Regions from separate parts of the Drosophila melanogaster genome. Here region 2 is linked to region 1. Evidence: chromatin contacts called from public Hi-C data. All regions are on one chromosome and are shown on one strand. Each heading gives the region's core, a stretch centred on a gene start, on an enhancer-like site or on the middle of the called end of the contact. The rest is flanking DNA. Distances are from core to core; before and after follow the strand shown. Region 1 holds the start of Aladin (aladin,). Region 2 holds the start of Gga (Golgi-localized, gamma-adaptin ear containing, ARF binding protein).

Region 1 (6,552 bases), core at 1,027-3,526:
CGTCCATCACCTCGTGGTTGTAGGTGGAGTGCAGCATCAGGCCGAGCAGGTTCGCTCGCGAGGTGAGCTGCTGCCGCATCACGCGCTCCTGCTCCATCAGGTCGTCCATCTTGAGCCATTGACGCACACGCTCCAGATCTATCTCAGCACGCCGGATCTTCTCCCAGGCGTAGTGCTTGAAGCAATTCTTCTTTGGCGCACGACAAAACTCGCCCGTGGGATTGAAGACGTTGTTCACTAAGGGCGAACCACACACATCCGTATCGTTCACCTTCGGATCCTTGCTGTGCTCCGGACACAATACTCTCAATCGCTTACAGTAAGTCTTACTTGCCGGATTGTAGAAATCACAAAACATATTGTTTCCCTCCATTCGCGTTTTGAATATGCTCCCGAAGCTGGCCTGCGATTCGTATTTGTTGAAGCACTTCTCCATATGCTTGATGGCAGTGCGCGAGTGAATCTCGTGGCCACAGGTGATGCAGTACATGCTCTGTTCGTCCTCCATGTCGGCGGTGTCTTGTGACCCCAATGTATCAATGGAGCTTCGTTTGGCTCGCTCCACCACCATGTTGAGCTCTTCGGAGCGCTTCTCTAGCTCGGCAAGTGCGAAACGCACCAGGGACTGCTTATGACGAATGTTATCAAGATGCTTGCGTGTTTCCTCGGCGGCGCGGCTGGGCGTTAGATTCCACTCTTGCAGTCGTTGCGGCAGAACCTGAGAGTGTAAAGGACTTTGGTGTTTAATTGTCATAGTCTGGCCAAAAAATGAAACTAACCTGGAAGATGCGTTTTGTGGCCAGATTGAAGCCACACTTATCGCTGCAGTACTTGCTCTGCGGTCTCGCATGGGAGCAGCAATTGGGTCCGTAGCACTGCCGGATGCCTTGTAGCTCCGGATTGAGGAATATCTCCGGACTGGCCGCCCGCGGGCCCACTTGGACATTGCGACTCTTGGGTGCCGCCTTTTCCCGCTTCCTACTTGGGCCGGCTTGAGTTGCCTGCGACTCCTTTAAGACCGTCGCCGCCTGGACAACGCAGGTGCGGAATATGCAGCGCGGCTTGTGGCCCACGCGAACGCGGCACGCGTCGCACTGGTTGCAATTGGGACGCCGGCATCCCTCACAGGTACCACAACGTTTGCCCATCTTTGGTTCTCGGGCGCTGCTGTTTTTGCGCTTCGCTGCCGCAGTGGTCGGTGGCGGCGCTTGCTGGCTGGTTGTTGCGGACGCCACCGGTGCAGCAGCAGGCGCAGCTCCCGATGGACCTACGCCCGGGGCATTGAGACTTGTAGAGGCGGCGTTCGATGCGGCTGCCCGTTCGGTGGCCACCAGGCGGAATATGGTTTGTAGTTCGGGATTCTCCTTTTTGCAGCGCCGGCAGTAGTACTGTTTGATGTGTTTAGCCTCCTTCTCGGTGATCCCTATACAGTCGCCGTGGTACCACTCCTCGCAACCATCGCAGCCTCTGGAAAGCGAAGGGTACAAGTAGTTAGCCGGGATCTAGCCCTTTAAGGCCATTCAACTCACATCATGAACCTGGAGCAGTCGGAGGAGCGGCATATGCAGTACGCTTGGTCTTCCTGCTTTAGAATGGTGGCTATCTTGGACTTGCGCTCAGGCAAATCAAATTCCCGTGCGATCTCCCGCCTGATTTCCTCTTTCTGTTTGGAAACCTCCTTTGTAGTTAAAAATATGATTGCCGTGCAGCGGGTGAAACTTACGGTCTTCTTATATTTGCGCTTGTCCGTCATCTCGCAGCAATCTTTCCGACAACAAATCCAGTCCAAATCCAAATCCGTCAATTAAGTTTCATGGAATTTTTTTTTGCGATGGAGATGGTGAATGAAAGGATATCGATAGCCTACTAATAATGTATTGCAGACAATCGATAGGTTCTGGCCTAATAAAATATATAATATTTAGCATAAAACTACGTTGTAGATTTTAATTGATGTATGACTATACAATAAAAACAATTTTAGGTATTTATTGTAAGCTGTGTATAAATATAAAATGCTTCGTAACACTTATATCGAGAGAACTAATTCCATAGTCTTAATAACAAACGATAGTGTGTTCGAGATCTATGAGATTAAATAGAGTTCTTGAAAGAGAAACAACGTGAATATAAAACCTACAAAAGATTGTTACTTTATATATACCTAATTTTTATTTTTCGATAATCTTTAAGATTTTGCCGCGGCCCAGTATTTTCGAAGTTTCGTAAAATTAAACATCGATAGAAAAATTAAGCATCGAATTACCACTGACATTGTCGGCTTTTTCTCACCTCTAATAACCGCGCGGTTTTTTCTTTGTATTTCGTTACCATTTTTTCTCAACTGAACTGAATTGAATGTGAATAGTCTGCAATTATGGCGGCCCTGAGCAACCTAAAACAGTGTCCGCCGTTCTCCACGCTGCCGGATCTGGCGCTGCGGCACAATCACATCCCAGAGCTGGAACGCTATCCGCAGATAAACCTGAACAGCGAACTTCTGGCCAATCCGGCTGGTCAGCGGTACTACGGCGGACAGAGCTTCGTATCTGTGAATGAGGGTGTCCTAAAGCGCATAGCTCGCAGCTTCTTTAATGGCGGATTCTGGAAGACGCTGGAGGAGGCACGCAGCCCAGAGACCAGGGAGCAGGCGCCGCTTATTGCCCAGGCGGGTGATTTAATCGCACAATTTCTGGGCCTGGCCACCGGCCTGAGGATCCTCCCGCACACCCAGCAGCTTAGTGCAGAGCGTATTGCTCAGTTCGTGGAGACCAGGTGGGTGGGGCGCAGCCAACTGACCAATAATACCTAAACCTTACTGTCCCATTCATTCAGGGATTGGCTCAACAGCGATGTGCGCTATCTTGCCTGGAATCAGCACTTCTTTTGCTTAGCCGTAGCCGGTGTAGACGATGTGGTGCGCATCTACACAAAGAGTTCCAGTGCGACCACTGCCACTGTTTTAAAGAGTCCATCCCAAACGCAGATCACCTGCATGGCGTGGCGTCCACTCTGCGCTTCCGAGATCGTGATAGGTTGTCGGCAGGGTCTGTGTTTCTGGGAAGTGGACAGCACTTTGCATTTGGGACGCACAAATGCACCCAGCGAGATTTTTAAATAGTCAGTATAGAAAATTTATCGTTAGTTGGTAAATACATAACTTATTTTCCCTTTTAGCCCAAACAATCTGCCAATAACCTCGATGCAGTGGAACAAGGATGGCACCCAGTTGGCCACCGCCTCAATAGGAGATCGTTCCATTATTATCTGGCAGCCGGACACCGGAATGATGCAGCCACTCAAGCGTTTGGGTCCGCCGGGCTCGCTGCTGAAGTGGTCGCCGGATAATGACTGGCTGTTCGCAGCCACCGTGGATCGGGTGTTCCGCGTGTGGAACTGCCACCAGCAATGGACCACCGAGCGATGGGTGTGCGGTCCCGGAGGCTATGTCCAAACAGCCTGTTGGTCGCCCTGCGGTCGCTTCCTGCTCTTCGTCAGCAGTGCCGAACCGATTCTCTACCGCCTGCAGTTCGTGCAACAGAGTCTGCTATCCTGTAAGTACGAAAGCTTTGAGTACGTATTCAGGGCAGTCTGCTCCCAGTGTCTGAACTGAAACGGTGGTCAGATACAAGGGTGCGATTTGGGGCTGCCCCAGATCAAAGCAGTCAGTAACAGGTTGGCGGCTGTTGCAGCTTACAGACCGCCTGTATAATGCTGACTACAAAAACAAAAACCGGTACCAATGTACTAGTTGATATTTAACATATTCCGTTTTTGTATCTCCTTGCAGCTTCGGCGGATGAGAAGGAAATCCTGCCCATTGCAGATCTAAATGCTTGTAGCATTGATGCGAATCGCACGCTTGTCGGTGGTCCCGCCCAGCAGCTTGCTTGGGATCCGCATGGCAATTATCTGGTAGTCACATTCAAGGCGACCAACTGCATCGCCGTCTTCCGCACCTTCATACAGAAGTTCGATCTGCAGATTTCGGCGGCTTACTATCTGAGCGGCGAGACGGCGGCGGAGCACCCGAGCTTCATCTGCTTCCAGCCACTCTACGAGGATAACGATCGCTCCGTGCTGACGATCGCCTGGTCGTCGGGCCGCATCCAGTACTACGCCTTCGACTGATCTTAAAGCTTAGTGATTTTCATAGTAATACATTTTTTGATTTGGTTTTTGTAAGCGTTAATACACAGTTAAACAGGTTAACCTTAATTTGGAATCCAACAATGGTAGGGGATTGAGATAAATTCAAAGGTGTGAGTCTGTGGCACTTGAAAGTATATCTGTAATGTGGCAGGTAATTGACTTTTACAAGCAAACAGTACCATTGCCACACCCCCACATTTATCTCTTTTTTACAGATTTGATTGAAATGGACAAAGCGTTTTACACCTTTAAGGTAATTGAATCAATTCGAGAACAATTCCTAATTTATTATTTTTGCTTAAAATTGGTCCAGCAATTGTTTTGCAATTTATATAAAGAATCAAATAAAATATCTGATTACGCTTATAAGGATTTATTAATATTTTTAATAAAATACCACTTCCTTAATGGAATACAATCAATTTTTGACAACGTATTTTTGCTGTGGAATCATAGTAGTTATTTTTTTCTTTAATTTTTATGAACCTCAAAAAGCCAAGGTAATTTTGAATAGACTCAGTATAATATGAAGTAATTATTGTCCGTAACAAAGTCTTCGGTCGAATACGAGTTCCTATAACTTCCAACTGTCTTAAAGCTGCAAAACGCTCCGCATTAACATGGAAATATAAATATATAAATAATGCTATGTGTATACAGATAGTATATAACGTGACTTTCGATTACATAACAAAACAAAGAGTTAAATATCAAACATAATAAGGGAACGATTGCTGAGGCAAAGGGATCACACTTGGAGCAATACTAAGTCATAATTTACAAACACACACAACATAACTGCACATCTAATTAATCGAGTTGGTCCCTTGGATGCTCTAGATGTCCCCAAAGAAGTAACCCAGAGCAGTGGCTGCCCTCATCCGCACCAGCGCCTGTTCGTCCTTGAGCAGCACGGCAATCTTGCTGGCCACAGTCTCCGTTTGGACGTTTCTCTCGCTGAGGAAGTTGTGCAGAATGCCTAGGCAAGGAGAACGATTGAAATTATTTCAAGGATTCTTGTGGACCACCGGAACACTTACCAATTACAATGGCTGCACTACCTCGCACCTCGGGCCACTGACTACGCAACTGCGGCAGGCACGAATCGATGAAGTCCTGGATGTGATCCGTCAGCTCCAGTGCCTGAAAGAATAAATGAATGTTAGAAATATTGTTATGTCCCGTTTGGAACATTATAAACTCACAATTGTCTTGACAAATTCCAGCACAAAGCTGCTGTAGTTGAGCTGGTGACCTCGTTCCTCGCCCAACTGCTGCTCCGCCATCTCCACGACCCTTGGAGCTGTCAGGAGACGACAAACCCGCTGAAGTGTTCCACGACAGGCCGAGGCAATAGCCACTTCGCTCTCGCTGAGATGCAGTAGCAGCGGGAAGAGATTGGCGATGAGCTGCTCTCTCAGTGCCTCCATCGAGGATGTGGGTGAACTGCTGCCGTCATCGTGCTTGCCCTCGCATATATCGCCAAACAGTTGGATAGCCGCCTCTCGCATCTCTAGTGCATAGTTGCCGAGAAACGGTCGAATCCGGATGGCGAGGGAGACGTGGAAGGGCTCTACCCGCTCGCTGGGCAATGCTCGCAGTATTCCAGACAGGCCGCGCATGCTCTCCAGCGGAATGTTGATTAGGCAATCGCCCACCGGATCGTCGACTCCCTTCAACAGAGCACCGATGGCAGTTTCCGAGTAGCGCTTCGCCTCCTTTTCTCCCAACTGGCCCACGTAACCCATGCCCTGGATGCTGAGACCTCGCACTACCGCATTGGGATCGGATAGTGCGGCTCCGAGGTGGAGCAGTATGGACGCAGCTAGCTCACCGGTGGGTTTCAGTGGCACCAATCGTGAGAAAATACCCACGGCGGCCACTCTTTGACCATCGTATGGTGAAGCCACATATTTGCTCAGCGAGTTGACCAGTTGCCTCATCTGCGGACTTCCCAGCTGCAGCTGTTGACCTAGACCGATGGCCATCGGTGTCAGCAATTCGATGTAGTTGTGCCAGTCCGCGCTGCTCGCCAGTTGCGTATTCACAGTCAGCACGCTGGCAATCTGCTCCATTTCTAGATTGGTCAGGAAGGCCTAAAAATTAAGGCAATAGGCTATTATAGAGAATTATAGAGTATTTAATGGTGTTGGAACCTACCTGGAAAGTTTCCAGTGCTATTTGGCAGGGATTGAGCTTGATCAGCTCCTTGTTGGGCACGAAACCGAATTTGGTTTTGCCCGATTGCGTCTGGTTGGGACTTAGAGAGGCATTGTTTATAGGATTCGGTGCAGCTAAGTTGGTGTAGCTGCTTAGCGAAGTGAGCAGCATGCAGAACATGTCCGCAAACCTTGTTTCCAGTTGCTAAAAAGACAAAGCCATTAGTTTAAGTGTGAAAAT
Region 2 (6,552 bases), core at 2,908-5,407, 330 kb after region 1:
CGCAGCAATCGTCGCTCCCCCAAGTGGAAGATATCATTTTCCAAGTTTTATATATTGTAGATTGCCAGGCATAAGATCATTAATGTTAGTTCTGTTCATACCAGCACTTGACTGATAAGCGAATTCAAATGGTAATGCTTTGCTCAACAAGTTTCTGCGCCTTATTCTCGGACCCCAATGAATGGACATCTATAGTTGAGTTTTATTGATTGGGACGCTCTAGGAAATCGGTCCCTTTGATTAATGGCGAAAATTTACTATGTACTTCTCGTGCGACTAAAGGCTTAACCATAATGGCTTTTTATTGAACGAGTTAGTTGACTCATATATTATAAGATTAAGTTTTAGATGCGGTTGATTCATGCGAAAACTTGACGTGTACCTGTTGATGATGAAATAGTGCCCACCACCTTAAGATAATCCTCATTTAAATGTACCAACACCAGTTACTCGTAAAGTAAAAGGGTATGCTCGATTCGTTCGAAAGTATGCTACAGGTACTAAGGATAGCCATGTCTTTTTGGATATCGAGAACCGCTGTTTTTTTTATCAAAACATTGGAAATAATGGTCCAAATGTGGAATGCCATACCTCGTTGAGCTCGTAATTAAATTTCCAATCAAACTGTGTTCAAAAATGGAAATTCATTTTTTTGGCGATTTTTTGCAAATTTTGATGATGTTACCCCTTACAAAAAATGCGAAAATTGACCTAAAAATTAATTTCCCTAAAAACTTCAAAAAGTGATAGGGGTCATTAGCACTGGTAATTAGCTGCTCAAAACAGTTATTCTTACATCTATATGAACATTTTTAGCCAAGTTATGACGAAAATTCCGTTACTAAATATCAACTTTTTGGCTAAATCCGTTTTTCCGAATTTCGGTCTTCAAATAATCAGTTTTTCGGCCATAACTTTAAAAATAATAGCCTGAATATGGAATGTTATACCTCGTTAAGCTCGTAATTAAATTTCCAATCAAGCTGTGTTCAAAAATGGAAATTCAATTTTTTGACCATTTTTTGCAAATTTTGATGATGTTACCCCTTACAAAAAATGCGAAAATTGACCCAAAAATTAATTTCGCTAAAAACTTCAAAAAGTGATAGGGATTTTTAGCACTGGTAATTAGCTGCTCAAAACGGTGATTCTTTTGGTTATACGACTCATTTTAGCCAAGTAATGTTATAAACCCGATACCTCCTATTATAAAATCAGAATTTTTTCCAAGCTCATAAGTGATACTTTGATAATGAGTTTCGATATCAAACTATGTCGTAACTCCAGATGCTACGTAATACATTTTTCCAACAGGTGAACAAATCTGATATACTTCATATTTATCTACCCTTCGCGAAACAGTGTCGTGCTGAAAGATCTGGCTGTTCGATAAAGTCAATTCACCTCAATCGACGTGATTCCCGATCGAGTCCGATGGACGAAAGTAAAAGTGCAAAAGCCAGTTCGGCGATAATACGCCTCCATAGCCCCAAAGCTGATAAGAATTTTACGTGTGCGTACACCGCGACATGGGGATATATGGGGGAACTAAGTGCAGTAGGGAGCCCCTATTGTGAAGCAGTAATTAATTCATGTTTGCTATTTTATTCTCTGTAGTACTATCTCATCCGTTCTAATATCTATCCAAATCTGTCATTTTTTTGTTTACTATATCGGGCCCGGTATTGATAAAGCCAAGGGTTCATGGAGGGGGGTCTTATGTACGAAATTATGGGCAATCTGTTTGTCAAGTACCTCCATCCATCCATTCCTCGACGGGGCACTTATCAATTTGCAATAAACATATACATACATACATATGTATGTACAAATGGCGAAAAGTGTAAAAAATAGAAACCGCCATTGCATTAATCAATCGTTTCCCAAGAACTTTCCCTATCGAAAGGAATGCGATTGTTGTTTGCCCCCCCGTCCGATAAGATCTACGTTCCAGACTCCGGATGTGGCAATATTTTACTGCCCACCAGTGCAATAAGAAATGCGATTGGCGTTCGATAGTGCCGAGATAATAGCAGTGGCCTTCGGATCTCGATCTCAAGTACTTCACCTCAGCGGGGGTGCAATGGGCTATTCTGGGTATCACATTCCTAAGGCTCGACCAAAAGTACCAGTTATAGCCATTTTTATTGATCACCCATGTGATAATTGTAGTCATACGATGCATGCATACATAAGCTATTAAATGCATCGGTATCGGGTATTTATTCGCCAACGGTAACGGTAAGCCATCCAACGGTAAGCTTGATTGAATCGGCTAAGTATTTTGTTTGGCTACAGCAACGGTACAAAACTATCGCTAACGGCATTTTGTTTGCCAGAGATAACGGTAGACGCCAGCTGTTTTTGCGTGCGTGGAAAAGTTTGGCCGCGTCGTCGTCGATGGCAATCAATATCAATAATGGCACCTAACAAAGGGCCAGGCGACATATAGAGATACGCAGTTTAACTGCGTTGGTTATTCCAGCGGCTCGTTGATGGCTAATCAATGGAAGTTGCTCAAATATGCAATCAGCGGACATAACCTCAAAGGGCAAGCTCAAACACGCCCACGCGCCTAAGTAGACAGAGAGGGAGGTAGAGGCAGAGTTGGAGAGATAGAGAGAGGCGGAGATTAGGAAGAGAGTGTTGGAGAAATGGATATGGGCGAGATGGGAGGACAAAAAGTGTGTCAGTGGGCACACTCACACATACAAACACACGCGCGGAATCCTCTCGCAACAACAAATTGCGTGGGAGTGGCAACGGAATAAGTTGATAGAATGAAAAACCGGGAACGATTGTGTAATCTAGCAGTATAGTATAGTATAGGGTCCAGTCCACTACGTAAAACCCATGAGCATATGTATACATACTTATATGCATATGCCCGAGTATGGTAATCAAGGCGAACTTATCAAAGTCAGCCGCACGAAATTGCTACAAGGCACACGCCGTAATTGTTGTTGCTCGCTGGTCTTCTAGACCTCAGTGTGCGTTTGAGTTTTGCCCTTGAGTTTGTCCTTTTTGAGCAGAAGCGGCGGCGTCGACAGAGGCTTTTGTTATACGCGTCGGCGCATGTAAACTGGTTTTGGTATAACAGTTTTAGCCAGACCGATTGAGATTGAGAGAGCGCGCGAAAGAGCGGGCCCACACCGACACACCAACACACATGCGCAGGCCGGCGACGAGCCTCCTACGCGAGTGTGTGTGTGTGAGTGCCGCACGTGTTGCCAAACACAGAAAATACGATAAAAAAAAAAACAAAAAAAGAACGCAATAGTCGGGTGCCACGACCTTGAGATACCCGCCACACAAGTTATGCTGCCTAGCTTAAGGCTTACATATTATAGATCCATATTTAATGGTATATATTCAACCAAACTTCTGCATCTAAATTAGAAAATATAGTGTGAAATAACCATAGTACATATAGTGTGAACTGCTGTCCTGAAAATATATTGTAGCACACTTTGCAGCTCATGAGAAAAGAGAACGTCGCCTAAATGGATTTTTTATTAACTATGTGGCAACTTTGGATACAATTCCATTCGAACTGTCCAGTAAGCCTGTACTACACCACGGCTAATGGGTATGAAACCACCATGACCCCACCACCACGTGAACCGTTTGGGGCACCGAATTCCAGTTCCCCGTCAAGATGATGATGCAAGTGCTTCTAATTATAGCCAGCCAATTTCGTACGCCTGCGCGATGTCCTGGCGAAAGGTTAACTTAAGGTGAAATGGCCACAGGTTGCTGCCCACGCACACACAGCCAGCCCACGTGCTTGCATATACTTACATAAGATGGTCTTGTACATGCAATGGTGGTAGAAATGAATGAAATAAAAAGGGTCACTACACACGTGTATGGGGTTGCAAAAACTCATGTACTACGCATTTTTCAGTCAGTTGCAAAGCTGTTCGTTTGTTTTGATGGATATACACGAACATTTCGTATGAATTGCTTCTTCCCTAATTAAGTAAACTTTTTGAATTTAACGGTTAAAAACCATTAAACCATTAAAAACCAAGTGGCAACGTCGTGCACTCTTGTAAATCAAATTGGCATCACTTGTTGGTATTTCGTTGCAGTATAAATGACATTCTCAGCCACACGGCGACTGACCGGCGATAATATATCGATAGCAAAGCAAAGCTCGCCAAACTATCGATAGTGTCGACGGAAGAACAACAACAATATGTCTGATGTTCGAAATCAACGCAAATATTATTTATCCCCCAGTTAATATAATTGAGCCCGCACAATGACAACCGACGAGAGCATAATGGAGGAGATGCTGGGTGAGTGCAGCTGCCAATTCGCCCGCCGTAACTAGCATAACTAAGCCACTTTTTGCGGCATTTCGCCTGCAACGCAGAGAGAGCAACAAATCCGGCACAGAAAATCGACGAACTGGGCGTGCAAATGTTCTGCATTGTGGTCAAAAGCAACGCCCAATTGGTGCACAAGGCGCAGGAGATGATTGTGGCCAAGGTGCGATCCACAAATGTGACGGAGGCGACGCGAGCGATTTCGGTAAACGGTTATATTTTGCACTTTTCACCCCATTTCTTTGCATCGAACCCCCACATCCCCCTTTCACATTACCACCCACAACCACTTAACGGTAAAGGGGTATGTGTGGGCTATACACACGCAGCTGCACAGTGGGCGAAAAGCGCACACATACGCACGCACTTTTATGGCTGCGTTTGAATTAGCAACAACAATTTCGTTATCAATTGTTAATATTTGCGATCGAAATTGCGATTGCCTGGCCAACTGGGCGCAAAAGCAGCTAAAACAATATGCAACAGTTAGCGGTATTTGCATTTTTGGTATCCGACAACTTTCAAAACATAAATTAACTTGCATTATTACTAGTTTGTCTTAGTATTATTATTGTTTTTATTCTAGTTTTTCGCTTGCACTTGTCAGCTTTCCTAATCTCTTATCTTTGGTTTGTCACCATATTTGTTGCTTTATTTTTGTCGAGGAAAAAGAATTAGATTATATATCTTAATTTTAAATGTTTTTAACAAACATTAATATTTACAGTGTAAAATAGTTACTTTTTTTCATAACTTGATTGAGCAGAAAGTGACATCCATTAGTAATCAAAACACTAGTATTGGTAAAATTCCATTAAAACATGAGTAATCTAAATTAAAGTAAATGTTGATTTAACCCGTTAACCGCTTGCAGCTGCTGGAGGAGTGCATGACGCAGTGCGGCGACGACTTCCAGGACGAGGCGTCCAAATTCCGCTTTCTCAACGAACTGATACGCCTGGTATCGAAGAAGTACAAGGGCGCCGAGACGCCGCACGAAGTGAAGCAGCGGATCATGGAGTGCCTACTGCTGTGGACCACCGAGTTCCCGCAGCGTCAGAAGATACGCGATGCCTACGACATGTTGCGCAAGGAGGGGGACATCGAACACGGCACCACGGAGGCGGCGGTGGCCAAAAGGGAGAGTGTACTGGGCACTATTGACGAGGCCATGTTCGCCAAGCTGATCAAGAGCAATAATCCCGAGAACTTCAAGCGGGCCAATCTACTGCTGCAGTATCGGATGGCACAGGAGGCGCGTCGCAACGATCTGCTGGCCCAGCATCGTCTAGTCCTTTGCGAGGTGCAGGAGACGATGCAGCTGCTCAACCAAATGCTGGACACCTACGATCCCGCCAACCAGGACGTCAGCGAAACACTGCACGAGCTATACAAGAGCTGCAAGAAGCACAAGCCCATCTTTCAGCATCTGCCGCAGCTGCTGGACGATTCCGATGCGCAGCTTGTAGGTGGGTGTGGTCCCTCTTGAATGGTTCACCATTTAGCTCTTTATATAACACGTCCAACTCCCTTCGCAGCTGACACTCTGGATGCCAATTGCGCTCTACTGGCCACCATGCAGCGCTACAAGCTTCTGGTGCCATCGCCCACAAGGAGCACCGCTGCTGCCTTGACCACGAGTGCTCCAACAGTAGCTAGTTCAGTGAAGTCGACGGCCAGCTCGACCACAGCCACCACTAGCTCCAATAACGCCCAGTTGCTGAACGAACTGCTCGGCGATTTGCTCATCGACGGAAGCAATAAAGCTGCAACTACAGCCACCACAAGCCTACCAAATGCCGCGGCTAGCGGTTCGAATCCGCTGGCCGATTTAAGTGACATCTTTAGCAGCGCTCTGGCCGAAAGCGAAGCGAAGCAGCAGAGTCAGCCATTCCAGAATGCAACCACGCTGCTGGAGCCGCAGGTCATTAGTCAGGGCACCACAACCGAGGCTTTGGCCAATGGCAATGGAGGCAGCGCCAGCAAAGTGCCGGAAACAATCAGAAAGATGCCGCAAATCGATATGCTCAGCGAGGAGCTGTTCCAGCAGATCCTGCCCACCCAGGATCGGATGCCCAGCTTCAAGCGGGATCCCGAGAAGATCACGCTAAACGACTTGGCACGCGAACGAATGCACATAAAGGCGCCAGAGGAGCCAACGACTGCTAATGACCCAGCTTCTGATAGTGCTCCTGCTATTGCCACTGCCACAGCTACT

What was found. A called contact is a pair of places that touch in the nucleus more often than the background predicts.
Region 2: a Hi-C map of the Kc167 cell line shows a contact between it and region 1, with 2.0 times the contacts expected there. The contact joins the promoter of Gga here to the promoter of Aladin in region 1. A contact is called at or near these places in 8 of 107 Hi-C or Micro-C datasets (the D17-c3 cell line, the Kc167 cell line, the ML-DmBG3-c2 cell line and 2 more).

The regions. Positions count from the first base shown.
Region 1 is chrX:9,271,137-9,277,688 of dm6, forward strand. It overlaps Aladin (aladin,), which reads left to right and starts at 2,277. Exons shown (of 4, transcript NM_001298120.1): 1 at 2,277-2,775; 2 at 2,836-3,120; 3 at 3,178-3,554; 4 at 3,791-4,517. The coding sequence starts at 2,378. The coding sequence ends at 4,131. Cfp1 (CXXC finger protein 1) reads right to left here and starts at 1,824. Exons shown (of 3, transcript NM_132328.3): 1 at 1,530-1,824; 2 at 780-1,467; 3 at 1-718. The coding sequence starts at 1,753. It overlaps c11.1 (c11.1,), which reads right to left. Exons shown (of 9, transcript NM_001298121.1): 6 at 6,313-6,516; 7 at 5,358-6,248; 8 at 5,193-5,295; 9 at 4,182-5,131. The coding sequence ends at 4,989. snoRNA:CG16892-a (a small nucleolar RNA gene) reads left to right here and starts at 3,578; the gene lies at 3,578-3,726.
Region 2 is chrX:9,596,873-9,603,424 of dm6, forward strand. Gga (Golgi-localized, gamma-adaptin ear containing, ARF binding protein) reads left to right here and starts at 4,158. Exons shown (of 5, transcript NM_132343.4): 1 at 4,158-4,304; 2 at 4,382-4,539; 3 at 5,209-5,803; 4 at 5,873-6,552. The coding sequence starts at 4,268.